Regions from separate parts of the Triticum aestivum genome. Here region 1 is linked to region 2. The links are chromatin contacts, called in public Hi-C maps. All regions are on one chromosome and are shown on one strand. Each heading gives the region's core, a stretch centred on a gene start, on an enhancer-like site or on the middle of the called end of the contact. The rest is flanking DNA. Distances are from core to core; before and after follow the strand shown.

Region 1 (7,008 bases), core at 2,220-4,719, 230 kb after region 2:
TGGATACGTATCAAACCCAAGGAAAATAAAATTAGCCAGGTCATGCAACATTGCGAGATATAGGAAACATAGAAAGAAATCCAGTCCTTCGTAGATGCTGGCCTTGTTGGAGATACTTTGGCCAGCGTCCCCTGCCACCTCCTTGCTTTGACACAACAAGGGAATAAGTGCCTCCCATGGAGGGTGCAGATGAAGGCATACAGGGCTAATGACAAGGTCGATGGGTGGTCGGCGATCCACCCATGCCTCACTAGAGGCACATCATAGAGTGTTTTTAGATCCACAACCTAGGTGGTGGAGGTCTTCCTGCGCAATAAGATCATTGATGCCCCCCCCAGAGCGCCACATCAAAGGAAATTGAAGACAAATTCACCCCCAATTCTTTTATTGCCCCCACGATGGCTCGGGAAGAGGGGATGGAGATCTTCGTCGGCAGATTTGGCACACTGCCAAGCTTACTGAGGGAGGAATCATAGAATCTACCAACCAACTTCTAGCTTCCTCCATAGGGGAAGAGCACAACAACCATCAAGCACTATATGCATGGCAATGAAGAACCACGGACAAGCACAAAGCGGCATGCCCTTAAGGCAAGTATTATCATATATCTACTATGTACATAGGCTCCTCGAGCTCCCATTCCCCTTCCACCCTGATTGACGACAATGACAGACGAAAAGGGGAGATGGGTCGGGAGAGCGTTCGTGCCTCTCAACGAGAAAGGGAATTAGGGAGAGATAAAGAGGATAAAAGAAATGAGATCTTACGGAACCATGATTATGTGATTAACTAATGGTGTTAAGTTTTATCTTATTTTAAAATTATTCAACACCATGCCTATGAATTTGGGATGTCTGCTATAATCATGTAATGCCTCATTTCATGTTTCTTTCACGGTTATCTTTGAAGTCTCTGGACCTGAGAAAAATTACGAAACTCGTTGAGGGAGAGCCCATGGTCGGGGTCATGGCTTTGGTGCTCAAGATAATGCCCAACCTGTTGGAGTTGTGTGGTCAGCTTGTTTCACCAATATCAATTGTGTGGTGGAAGGTGGTCTCACTTGGGGTCTCAACTATAATTATGACGCCCATAGTGCTCCCCCTCTTGATGCCCCTGCAAGGCGTCCGCCAATGAGGAAAGTGGTAGTTTTGACTTTACTAACATTCATTCGCCCAAGTCCATTGTGTAGGTGGTTTATGTGGTTGATGCAAATGGTATGTTGGTGCTTGCTATTGGAAGCCATATCTTTAAAAAAATTGTCATTTCCTTGGCAGGTTGCCTGCTGCTAACCCTTAACTAGGCAAGATAATTGACTGCATCGTGAAGGAGAAAACAATAAGCGAGAAGGGTGGCTCTAACCCCGATCCGGTATTTCAACATCCAAAATGAGAAACCAAATAGGAGCAAAAGCAAAAAGGATGGCGCTAGCTCTCGATTAGGCATCCAAAAAATAGAAAACAATTAGGAGCAAAAATATATGGGTGACGCTAACGGGGAGGTGTCTTTTGTTACATAATGCATGGTTCCCATTTTTGGGGTTGTCAACATGGATTTGGTGGTGTCTATTAGTTTTTCGATGTGTTATCCTCAAGCTGTAGCCAGCCGATTGAGGTTCCTTTGTGGTGTAGTGACCCACGTGTCGATGGTTTACAGAAGTAGCGGCTTGCATGCTTTTGTTGACTGTTGTAGTGGTCGTTGGACTTTGGTGTTTGGCACTAGTCTGCATGCATTGTACGGTTGTTGCTTGTTGGTATTTTATGGTCAAGTTTGTAATGGATTTCGCTCAATTTTCACTAATTATTCAGGCAAGTATTTTCTTGCTTAACTAATGGGTGAGTCAAATAATTTGTGTGTATTTCAAAATTAGAATTAACGCAACAGTTGAAGGAACCTAAGGAAAATAAATTTACCCAAGTCCTTGAACTTTTCGATAAGCACCCGTTATAGGAAACATATAAAGCAAACCAGTCCTTGAGTAGATGTTAACCTCGTTGGAGACACTTTGGCCAACGCCCCTTACCGTTGCCTTGCTTAGAGACAACAAGGGAACAAGGGCCTCCCATTGGAGGTTGCAGATGAAGGCACATGCAATAAGAGAAGTCGACGAGCGGTCGACGATCCATCCATGCCTTCCAAGAGGCATATTGGAGAGTTTTTTGTCCTTAGATCCACGGCAGAGGTCTTCCCGTGCAATAAGAAAAGCAAGAGATCATCGATACCAGCCTTCCCCTCCGAGCGCCAGACCAGGGAAAGCTGATGACAGATTCACACCCAACTTTTTACTAACCCCGCGACTGCTCAAGGTGAGGGAATGGACATCTACGCTGGTCCGATTTGGCCCATTGTCAGGCTTATCGAGGGAGCACTCATTAGGTCTACCATCAACTGCTAGCTTCCTCCATAGAAAACAATTAGGGGAAAAGCATGACAACCATCATACACCATCTGCATGGTACATTGGAGAACTTCAAACAAGCACAAAGCCACATGTCCTTAAGTTGACTACTACTACCCCAGTTTACTATGTAAAGAGTCTACTCGAGCTCCCCTCCCTTTCCCACTCATGTTGGCGACAACGACTGAGGAGAAGGGGAGAGGAGTCGGGGTAGAACGTTGGGGACTCTCGACGAGAAAAGGGACAAGGGAGAGATAAAAGAGAAGAACGAAAATGAGAGCTTACATAACCATGGTTATGTGATGAGCTAATGGTGTTAAGTGTTATCAGATTTCAAAGCTATTCAACACTATGCCCGTGAATTTGGGATGCCAGCTACGAACATGTAATGCCTCACTTGATGTCATTCTTTAGTGGTTAGCTTTGAAGTCTTTGGACCTCGGCAAAATTACACAAAACTACAGGACTCCTTGAGGGGTTTTCTTGAAAGTTTGGATGAGCTCTTCCTACCGTTGGATCCATGATCCAACGACCCACGGGCTCCAGGGCTGGAAGCACATGATCATCCTCTTCCCCCTACAACCACAATATTACTCCACTACCTAGTTCACAAAATCAGCCGGCTAAGATAACACAAAGATACGACAAAGTGAATTTCAAAAAAGAAAAAGATACGATAAAGTAAAGCCGACATGCGACGCTGTGATCTGATTAGTACAGCATTAATTATACCCAGTGGGATCATTCCTTCGATGGAAACAGGTATTCATAGCAGCAGGATACCAAATGGATGTTTTCCCGTTTTTCCCCCTCCGGGATATTTTTCCGCCGATCAAACAGCGCAAAGCTCCAGCAGTAGCGAGCCATTTTGGACGCATCGAAACGAATCCAGCCAGGCGGCAGGCAGGCGGGGTCCGCGCGCCACGCTGCGTGACGCGGACCCGCCGACGGCGTGGCCCACCGGGCAGCCCCTCCGCCCACTCCACCTCCCCACCCCCCCTCCCGCCTGGCTCCTCCTCCACCTCGCTGGCCGCGCCCCTCCCCCCCTGGGTATATAATCCTCCCCGCGACACACGCCCACGCACCGCCCCCACACACGCGCCACCGCAGACGCAACCCGCGGCACGGCCCAGAGCCAACCTACCGACCCAACGAACGAGGCACGGCGCGAGCCCCCACCGCACCGCACCCTTCCGCAGCCTCGCCTCGCGCCCTTCCGCCGCCGCCGTGCCCTCCGTTCCGTCCGCGGCTCCGGCCGGCAGGCAAGCCGTCGTGGGTCCCACGGGGATCGTGCGCGTGAGGGAGGCGAGGCCGAGGGGCAGGGGCACGGGGGCGCGGCCGGCGACGCGCGGGGGGCGGAGGGAGGGAGGGAGGGGATGGAGAAGTACGAGGCGGTGCGGGACATCGGGTCGGGCAACTTCGGGGTGGCGCGGCTGATGCGCAACCGCGAGACCCGCGAGCTCGTCGCCGTCAAGTGCATCGAGCGCGGCCACCGGGTTCGTTCGCTTGTCTTCCTCCCCCCGTCCTCTCCGTTTATTTATTTTTGTGCTACATACAAGGAGGAGTAATTGGGCTGGCTGGCTTGCTTGTCCGGCGGGAGGAGGATTAATTACCGTTTTGGGGATCTGTGCCCTGCAGATTGACGAGAATGTCTACAGGGAGATCATCAACCACCGCTCGCTGCGCCACCCCAACATCATCCGCTTCAAGGAGGTTCGTGCAAAAATTCGTCCACACGGGCCAATTCTCTCTCTGTTTTTTAAAACAAAATTTTCGCGTTTCCGAACGCAAATCGTTTGGTGTTCACGGGGTAGGAATGGCGCGGGTGATTTTTTTTTCCTGTAAAAAATTCTCCTAACTGCATGTGGTGAGGAATCTTCGATTGCTACCTAATGTTTGATACCTCCCTTCCTTTTCCCCCTTTCCTGATTTCGCTTTACACAAGCCCCTTGTATATTTGTGTGGTTTGGGCGTGGATTCTCATGTTACAGATGCATGTCGCCGAGAGGCACCTTCTCCGTGGCAATTATTCACCTGAAACATAAAGGCATATCTTTCTGTTTGCATTGCAATAGCACAAACTTTTGATGGAAGAAGGAATCAGATTGTGCTTTTAGCTTTATTTACTTGTTCCTTATCACAACCACGCGTCCACACACATGATTTTAATTAGTTGTTCTGGGGGGAAATTCTCCAGGTGGTACTGACGCCAACAAATCTTATGATTGTCATGGAGTTCGCAGCAGGTGGGGAGCTGTTTGAGCGAATCTGTGATCGTGGGCGCTTCAGTGAGGATGAGGTCTCGTGATTTATTCCTCAATTTTATAATCTTATGGATTTGGGTGGAAGAGCAATACTTAATCTGGTTTTGCTTCACGCAGGCAAGGTATTTCTTTCAGCAGTTGATCTGTGGTGTGAGCTACTGCCATCACATGGTACGAACACGCAAGCAAGAGTATTGTTATAATAATTTACATTCAAATCAGCAGCCCACTTTCCTGAATCACAAATGACTAGTGTGCCTAGTGTTTCACCTTTCAAGTTTCTTTTATGTTTCACGGCTGGTTTCACTGTTAATCTTCTGCAGTCTTATGTATGAGCCAAGATCTAGTGTACTGTATTTCTATTAACTTGATTCTCGGGACAATCTTGTCATATACCAGCAAATATGCCATAGAGATTTGAAGCTGGAGAACGTTCTCTTGGATGGCAGTGCAGCTCCACGGCTCAAAATATGCGATTTCGGCTACTCCAAGGTTGTCCCTGAACCCACATATTGAACCTTCAAGTTATCGATGTCTGTAAATTCTCACAGAAACTGTTCTTCCCATTTCTGGATCAGTCATCAGTATTGCATTCAAGGCCCAAATCAGCAGTGGGGACGCCAGCATATATTGCACCAGAGGTGCTATCCTGCCGTGAGTATGATGGAAAGGTGAGTTTGTATTTTTTTATTGTTTTACATTTACCTTATCTGGTTTCTGTTAGTCCTTTGCAAGATAATCTGTTAGGTCATTAGAACAAACCTCTTTTCTAGGCATTGTATGTGCAAATATCTCTTTCATCTTGTGGTTTTCACATGAGAAATATAGTATGCAAGTTTTACTCATGATTTCACTGAAATTACGAGTATTTGGGCATTCTGCCAAGCCTTCCTGATTGGTTAAATAGTCGGTGCCTTGACACTATTTAAACTTCTCCATTGAAACCATTTAGTGGATGCACTTGCGTCATGATTGTGACGTTACATATGCTTGGCCCCTCAATTTAATCAAAAGGCCGGTTGAATGACGGGCACCCCAAGGCTAAAGGAGTACCTTCCAAAAGCTTGCATTATCTAAAAGCAGGGAAAAGATTTTAGGAAATACCTGATATTTGGCTTTATTTATTAAATTGTGATGGGCAATACATTATATTATATTTAAAAATACCACGAATATTGGACAAACAGATTATCTGAAATTCTCTTGGCAAGCTTCTGTTTGATGAGGAGTCATTGTCAGCATGAGGTGCTGCAACATCTTCTGTTTGGTTTGTCGAGGTAAGATGTACAATAAAGGATGTTGACATCGGAAAAGTGGAGTGGGCTATTTGGTGAATGCAGACCATCCATCCACAAAATAGGTTCTTATCCTCTAGATTCTACATGTTTCTAGATATGATTCACCTTTTTAACTATTCATGGAGTTTTTGGATTCTAGTTTCTTGTTCAAATCATTTTATCGCAAATAGGTAGGTAGGTTTGCCTGGTAACAGAAGTAAGTCCAGCTCGGCCCCTATCGTGGCAAATTTTCTGCAGCCTACTTTCCTGCCTTGCTGTTTGCTTCTATTGAATCCATTGTATTTTATGAAGTCTAAATTTTGGAGCATGGTAAATGCATGCAAGGATGTCTAATTCCTGTCCACATTGTAGGAAATGTGATGTCATGGCTTCCTTGATACAAAGATGCACTGTATTGGCATATATTATGCAAATGTTGGGCTGTATTCCATAGCTTTTCACGGGAATGGAGAACTGTAGCATTGGCATGCCTGTTTCACTTAGTTTTTGCCATGTTGGTGCTTCCCTGATCGACCCAGCGACTGTGGGAGTGGTGGGTGGATTCATACACGTGACTATGCTCCATCAAATGAAGCCAGTTATTTTGCTTTAATCATTATTCATGGCTACCGGGGCTAGTATAATTTATAAGTTGGTTTTGCTGATCAAGGCGATGGTCCTTGTGGTTAATTTGTAAGTTCAGTATGCTAGCACACTGAAACTTCAACAACGCAAGGAAGAACCTTTAGGCTAAATGAATAATGCAACAACAGAACAGAAGTACAAAACTGCACTAGAACTGCATCATTAGGATGCTTTATCTTGACACTGCAGAGTCAACACAATTTTCCTGTGCGGTTACTGAATCTGAAGTTTAGTATCACAGTAAACCATGCTAATCATAGTCACATAAGAGATTGTCAGATGTCGGTCCTGAACTTTGTATGTCGTCCTAATGGATATTAGCTAGTATCTAGTGACATGAGACTATTCTTCAGCTATATACTAATTAGCAGCAATGGATCTTGTTAATGTAGCTTGCAGATGTGTGGTCTTGTGGGGTGACTCTTTA
Region 2 (7,285 bases), core at 2,679-5,178:
GCTTCTTGGCGATGGCCCTGTTCCGCCGGTCGGCGGTGACAGCCTCCCGTCGCTGAACTTCCGCCCTCCACTCGGCGTTTGACATGCCCGGTGGCTTGGTCGGCGGCGCCCTCGGCTTCCTCTGCTTCGGCTGGGCGACGGAGGCGGTCGCGGTTGCCGCCGCGCGGGGGGTGACGTACTTCTTCGGTGGCATGGTGGCCGGCTGGGAGGCGACCGGGAGGAAGATTGGCGGGAGGAAGGAAGAAAATGGGAGGGAAGTGGGGGAAAAGCGGGAAGAAACGATGGGAAGAGGCGCTCGACTCGCCGACAGGGCGGACCCATCCGCTCTTTTCGCTTGTGCCGGCGCCCCAGGCGCCCCCCAGGGCGCAGGGTTCGGCCTGAGTCCGGCGGCATCAGTTTCGGCCCGAGCCGGCGAAAAAAGGGTTTCTGGGGACGCGACTGGGCCGTTTTTTCGGCGCCAGCGCGGCAAAAACGCCTGGGGAGGGCCTGTTGGGGACGCGGCTGGAGATGCTCTAAGGACGCCAACATGCCAGCCACTCCCGCCTTCAAGCTCATCCATTTCCTACCCCGGTCTGGGCGTGCCACACCATATACGCTACAGCTCCGCCCGCCCCTCTCTTTCTTCCTCATCGCTTCCACCTACTTCACTTGCTTTCAAGAGATGCTCACCATGTGTTTGTGTTAGTGCTTATGCATGACTTGGCTTCGGTGGAGACAGAAGAAGACGACCTCAACTCCCAAAGCCACCTAAATCACAGCAAAACCACTCAAGGGGCAAATTTACCCAGTTTCAGATATTTCAGGGTTAAAATTGTACCAAAATCGAGTTGGGGGGGGGGGTTGTCTGTTGGGGCACATTTGAGGGTGAAAAATAGACTTCTTTCTTCGAGGTTGGATCTACGGCATGGAAATTCCTATTTTCCGCTCGTTGCGGCAAGTAGTCGACGCGACGCACAGGGGCAGATCGACGAGCATTCGGATGGGCCGGCCCGTTCAAACGTATGTGCGAATCTGGTTTCGGGAATCTTCTTCCCACCTAGTTTTTACTGGTTTTAGGAACCTTCTAGGAGGTTCCTGAATCGGTTTCTCTATTTCCCTCTTTGTTTCTTTTTTTCTATTTCTTTTTATTTTTGTTTAAAACTGTCCTTTCCTTTTTTTGTTTTCTTTTCTTTCTCTTTTATGTTTCTTTTGTTTGAGAATTTCAAAATTTTATTCGGAATTTTATAACATGGTCTGGTTTTCAAAATTTGCTCTCAATTTCAAAAAATGTTCAGGAATTTCATAAAATGTTCCTGTTTTCAAATTTTATTCACAATTTAAAAAATGCTCGTGTTTCAAAAAGTATTTCACGAATTTCAAAAAATCTTCTTGTTTTAAATTTTGTTCATAATTTCAAAAAATGTTCATTAATTTCAAAAAAATGTTCTCATTCTCAAATCTTTGTTATGTTCATGTTTTGACAAAAAATGTTCTCTTTATCAAAAATTTGTTCAGAATGTCATTCGTAAAATGTCTATGTTTCATAAAATACACAGGGATTTCAAAATATGATCTGACATTTTCAGAAAAATGTTCATGTTTCAAAAAATGTTCAAGAATTTCAGAAAATGTTTCTTGTTTTAAAAAAATCACAATATCAGAAAAATTTCAAGTTTTAGAAAATTGTTACTCCCTCCTTCCATCTATATAGGGCCTAATGCGTTTTTCAAGACCGCCTTTGACTATTGATAAAATTAATACTACATGACATGCATAATGTGAAAATTATATCATTGAAAGCTCCTTTCACATACGAATTTGATGATGTACTTTGTGTAAGTTGCATGTCATATATTATTGCTCTAACATTTGGTCAAAGTTAGCCTCGAAAAACGCATTAGGCCCTATATAGATGGAAGGAGGGAGTAGGTTTTACAAAAAATGTCCGTGTTTCTTCTAAATTTGGGTTACAAAAATCGTTCACATTTTTTTATTTAAAAAACTTAGAATATCAGAAAATATCTGCAGCATTCGGATTGTTTGAAATTTTCAAGAAATGTTTCTAAAATGTTTTTCTAAAATGTCAACCCTACTGTCTGATTTTATAGTGCTTTTTAGGGGTTTTTTAGGTCACGTGCGATACAGGAAACATAAGTGGCTTTCGCATCACTGGGCCGGCCCAGTCGTGCGTCGCCCGTGTGCGTCGAGCTTCTGTTTGATGCAGATTGCGTCCTATAGAAAGTCTCCTGCGGAACAGCCACCGGAAGGAAATTCATTCCCAGTCTTCGGCCATTTTGGGCCCCTTCAGTGCTTTCGGCTTTTGCCGATGGAACGGAAAACTACGGAACACGGCGCCTTTCCGGCTTCTCGCCACGGCACGGCACGCACACACACATCAAGCGCAATAATGCTAAACATATAAAGAGTTACACGCAATTACACGCTGATTAAATTTTTTTTCTATCTACTAACCAATTATAAACTTGCCCTCCACACCCTCCCCCCTCCCCCCCCCCCATTTTCAGGAGGTGGGCCGCCTCGCCATCTATTGACCAATCAAATTAACTTTTTTTGTAAAAGCTTGTAACTCGTTTGTAGGTGTAGCATTATTCCGTCAAATGCGGGCCTGGCCATATACGCTGAGTGCAAGCCCACTGGCGCGGAGGATCCATCTCGAGCTGCCAAAGTTTGTTGCACCGAACTAAAATTAAATGTCACCTTAAAAAACTAAAATGAAACGTTACTAAAAATAAAATAAAAGAGAAAACAGCCACGCGAAAATTAACAGATATATTGTCACAGGCAGAATGCAAATATATAATAGTATATAAGGAACCAATAATTGAGATCCCATAACTCATACAGCGCTGATAATATATAGGCCCCAACTAAAAGGTGGCCTTTGTAGGGCCCCTGATGAATCATTTCATGCATCAGCTGGACTAGTTGAAAAGACATTATATACAATATAAGATATGCTATCTTGATCTATGGGTACAACCAGAAAAGGAACAATAATCCCAAATCTAAGCTAACGTCTGCCCGACGATGATGATTCTCGAGCCCAAGAGGCATGACATGCCAGGTAGCCAAAGAGAATGACAGACTAGCACTATAAGAACTATAAGAAATATACAAATCAACTAAAGCAAAAGAATAATAATAATAATAATAATAATAATAATAATAATAATAATAATAATAATAATAATAATAATAATAATAGTGTATATATGATATCAGCTCAACGGTTTTTTAGGTGTTGGCAGTGGCGGAGCCAGGATTCGAGTATAGGGCGGCCGAGTATGTATTGATCTAATCTTGTTGGTAATTACTCGTCGCTCCTACTAAAATTGTCGATCGTTGGGGGAATTGGGGGTGGGCAGGCCTCTGCTCGTCCCCCTGGCTCCGCCCTTGGGTGTTGGTTGGCTTTCGAGGGGCCACTGCTGCAACTTCGCAAGCAAGCTACTCCCTCCGTCCCATAATATAAGAGCATTTTTTTTACCCTACACTAGTGTAACGGAGGGAGTAGCTAGATAGTTGTAGTACTACTAGATTAGATGTAGCTTCTTTTCCATCAGGGTGGTTAAGGAACTGGTTGTTTTATGGGGTGGTACATACGTATACCTTACGTATTGAGTACAAAAAAAAGAGTACAGCTTATGCATCTCCGATGTGATGCTTAGTTTGGTGCTGGTATATGTTGCGGTCCTGCATACGCTGGATCGTTGCCGAGGTACCACGGCTTCGATCGTGAATACGATCATTAGCAGATTATTAGTTACTTAATCGCACAGTTTAAGGTGAGGAATTAGTGGACCTCATGCTCAAGCTATCCATTAACGGAATCTCTTAAGCTGCCGTTGCTCCATCATAATCGTACTGTTCGTATGTGAGGTGTGTGCTGTGGGCCATGCCTCACATGGCCGCAACGACGAATGAATGGCCTGGCCGGCCCCACAGGGATATGGCGCATTAATTGATCCCCAGAGGTGTCTTCGCGGTAGCACACGTACACAGAAGCTCCTGGATTAATTAACGGCGGTGCGCTTTCATCAGGAGGCTAAACAAAGTTGGAGTGCTGTATGTACTATTAACTGTGATTTGACTGGGACAAACTGTGATTTGACATGGAGAAATGCATGTCCCCATCGGATATACGTACTTCTCTGCGTGAACGCGTACGCTTCTGTGTGGGTTCTTTTTCTTACCGTAGAGCGTGGTACTCTACTCGTGACCTTGTCAAGAATTTACTACATTAATGAGGAGACGACGTACGCCGGCACAGTGTACTACTCGACACGTGCACGCAAAGCTACGTATTTCTTTTCTTTTTTGAGGGGTAGAGCTACGTATTTCTAGTAGGACACATTCTCTCTCAAAGAAGAAAAAATGTAGTACGAATTAACCGCACCGGATCGTGCCATCTTTGGTTTATAAAAACTATATTTTGGTGTATTCTGTCGAGGATCACATGTCATGCGCCCTCCACCGGGCTCTGCATCTTGGCGTGCAGCGTGACCGCTGCGTAGGTACGTGCAGGTGGCAGGTGCCTTTGCCTTGGCTGGCTGCCAAAATCCACGTAGCCAGCCGGACAAGAGACAGTGTGGCCAACTAGCCACGTCAATCCACCCATGCACCTGCTCGTGCACCGTGGGCCGGCAGCCACGTGGGCGGCTCGGAGTGCCACGCGGATAGGTCGGAAGGCCCGGGCTCGATCTCGTCGTCACGCCTTGTCGTTTCTACCGTGGCACATGGCCTACGTACGTACATGTGGCATGGAGCGAGTAGCTAGCTTCACCCCGAAGAAAACGCTGCCCAGATTATTTACAATTTCCTCACCATACACTCGTACACGCACACGTAGCCGGGTTCGAAACTCAGCACAAGATTAATTTACCACTAGCATTTTTAAAAAAATTAGACCGGCCAGTCACCGGTATCCTTAACTGCGGTGCCAACTTGCTAGATACTCCTACTCAACATCTACATCAGAGTTAGTAGATATTTCCGTGGAAAAACAGTAGTGTAAGTAGATATTTATGCGTCGTCACGTCACGGTCGTATGTCGCGGCAACCACTAAACCGTTGCTTATTATAGGCTAATAATTTCTTGACTTCAGCCGACGGCTGGGCGGATAAAAAGGACACGCAATTTGAACGTAAAAAATACTTATGCATAGCAACCCCGAAAAAAAATGGTGAGAACTGTCACGCTTGTGAAGGGCAGGCCGCGTGCATGGCGCCGATCTTCTTCGTGCACTAGGGTCTAGGGCCAGCACTGCTGATTTGTGTTCGTGCGAAACAGTGGGCTAGGCCAGAGGCAGGATACGGCGCCACATGCACTTGTTTCCCGCTTGCTTGAGAAGAAGAAAGGAAGACAAAACCTATGGCGGCATGGCTTGATCTGATCTCTGATGTGAATCTCTGTCCCTGGTTCTGCCCCGTTCTCTGTAGCCGGATTATTAGGCTGGACCCCGGAGTCTCCGAGCCGGATCGTATCCTCGCACCAACGAATCAAATCCCTATCCTGTTGGCTCCTCTAATTACCGCCACAGTTCACCGTCTCCTCGCGTTGCATTGCACCCGCCGCATATGTTCTTCGGTTCGGACTTGAAAGATTTCTCGCCTTGAGATGGTTCGAACCGCCGGTCAGATCAGAGAAGACCGTGCTGCGCCTGCGCTGCGTTCGGTTAGGCAACACGACGGAGGCGACGCGTGGAGCGGCCACGGCGCCAGTGCTCCGACCAGCTTCGTTAAAAAGAAGAGAATTGACCCATGCAGTAACAGGCGACGAGACGGGGGCCACCTTCCGCGCGACAGCGGGCGGTCGATCTTGCCCGGTCGCCGCCGTGGGCGCTCCCGGTCCACCCGTCGCGAGCTCCCCGGAGTCGGCCGGCCGCCGGCGGGTCGCTCTCGCCCCTTTTCCTCCCGCCTCTGCACCGTCGCGGTGATCGAGTTGTGCAGTCTAGCTCTAACCACCCGTATAAATAAACAGCAACTTAACTGCTGGCCCGTACGTACGGCACAGTGGCACTCGCCCGCGCCCGCTGGTCGCGGTTGGGGTCCTCCACCGGCCAAGCGCGCGACGTTTGCTACGTACGAGTGCGTGCCGACGACGAGTGTCATCGCGTCGCTGGTGTGAACTGTGAGGCGTCTGCGTGGTGCACGCACAGGGCACGGCGGTGTCGGCCAGGTGAATGCACGGCGGGGTCGGGTTGGGTTGTGTCTTGCTTTACGGTGAAAAGCACCTCGCGGTTGATTTATACTCGTCGTGCCGCTGTGCGTCCGACACGTGATTTTTCTGCTGCTTTTCAAATGGAAAGCAGCAGAACTCCTACCAAACATTTTTTTTAAATGGTACAGAGCTTCTACGTGATGTATATTTTTCTTTAGTTTATGCCCCTTTCCTTAATTTACTGTTTATGCGATTGCATATGCACCCGAGCACCAAAACAACGTGATAGTTCTACTAATCTGACTTTTGCTGCTCCATTTTATATGAGCATGGACTGAACACCATTTTGTGTCCCAAAGTTTGCATTGGGGACTTATGACACAGAATTACTCGTTCAAGAATCATTTTATCTTCCCTTGCACTCTATGCTTATTGGTTAGCGAATGTTAGAGCATCTACAGTCGCGAACAACAAATCCAACCCTTCAAAGACACGTCCACGGCGATCCAACCTGTGATCGGATGGTTAGAGGGACAGTGGTATTCCCAGCCCATTATGGTTCAAGTCCTGATGCTCGTATTTATTTCTGGATTTATTTCAGGATTTCCGGCGATGCGCGTTTAGTGGGAGCAGACGTTTCCGTCGATGATGAGGTGCCTACGGTGACTTCGTAAATTTGAAGATGATATGCCAGCTCAGCCTCTCGGAGGTACTCATAGGGGTAGGGTGTGCGTGTGTGCGTTCATAAGGGTGAGTATATGCGCATGTATATGGGCGCTTGCATCTGTACTGTGTTAAAAAAAAGACACATCCGCGAACAGTGATCGATGAGGTCTCAAATTTGCTCATCTGTATCCAAATACCCTATACTAAAAACCTTAAATTTATGAAAAAGCACGCGAACGATGAAATCCACGTACTACGTAGATCATATAACTTATACTACCCTAATTCTTGTTAGAGATGTCCATTATCTCCGTGCCCGGCTCCGGGTACATGGGCGGCAGTCGCAACTGCGGCTTCTCCAGCTGCTCTGGCCGCCCTCCGCCTCCATCTTCGCGTCGAGTTCGTCGAAAAACGCGCCGGTCATCACTTGTTCCCACAGGATGAACTGCCGGTTAGCCTCCA

What was found. Hi-C and Micro-C count contacts between places; a contact is called where the count stands out from the background.
Region 1: a Hi-C map of leaf shows a contact between it and region 2, with 4 times the contacts expected there. The contact joins the promoter of LOC100415889 here to the enhancer-like site in region 2. A contact is called at or near these places in 2 of 5 Hi-C or Micro-C datasets (leaf and an unstated tissue) and 1 of 1 datasets of contacts at active chromatin or transcription factors (leaf).

Annotation. Positions count from the first base shown.
Region 1 is chr3A:631,857,954-631,864,961 of IWGSC CS RefSeq v2.1, forward strand. It overlaps LOC100415889 (serine/threonine-protein kinase SAPK4), which reads left to right and starts at 3,470. Exons shown (of 9, transcript XM_044486392.1): 1 at 3,470-3,891; 2 at 4,034-4,108; 3 at 4,593-4,694; 4 at 4,777-4,830; 5 at 5,059-5,151; 6 at 5,238-5,330; 7 at 6,974-7,008. The coding sequence starts at 3,772.
Region 2 is chr3A:631,625,188-631,632,472 of IWGSC CS RefSeq v2.1, forward strand. No RefSeq gene overlaps it. Among protein-coding and RNA genes, the nearest start is that of LOC123062743, 40 kb to the left of the region's middle. Within about 2 kb of position 3,929, at least 8 of the 8 cell types and tissues checked have an H3K27ac peak or open chromatin away from gene starts, as enhancers often do. A contact at or near this core is called in leaf, where this site is marked.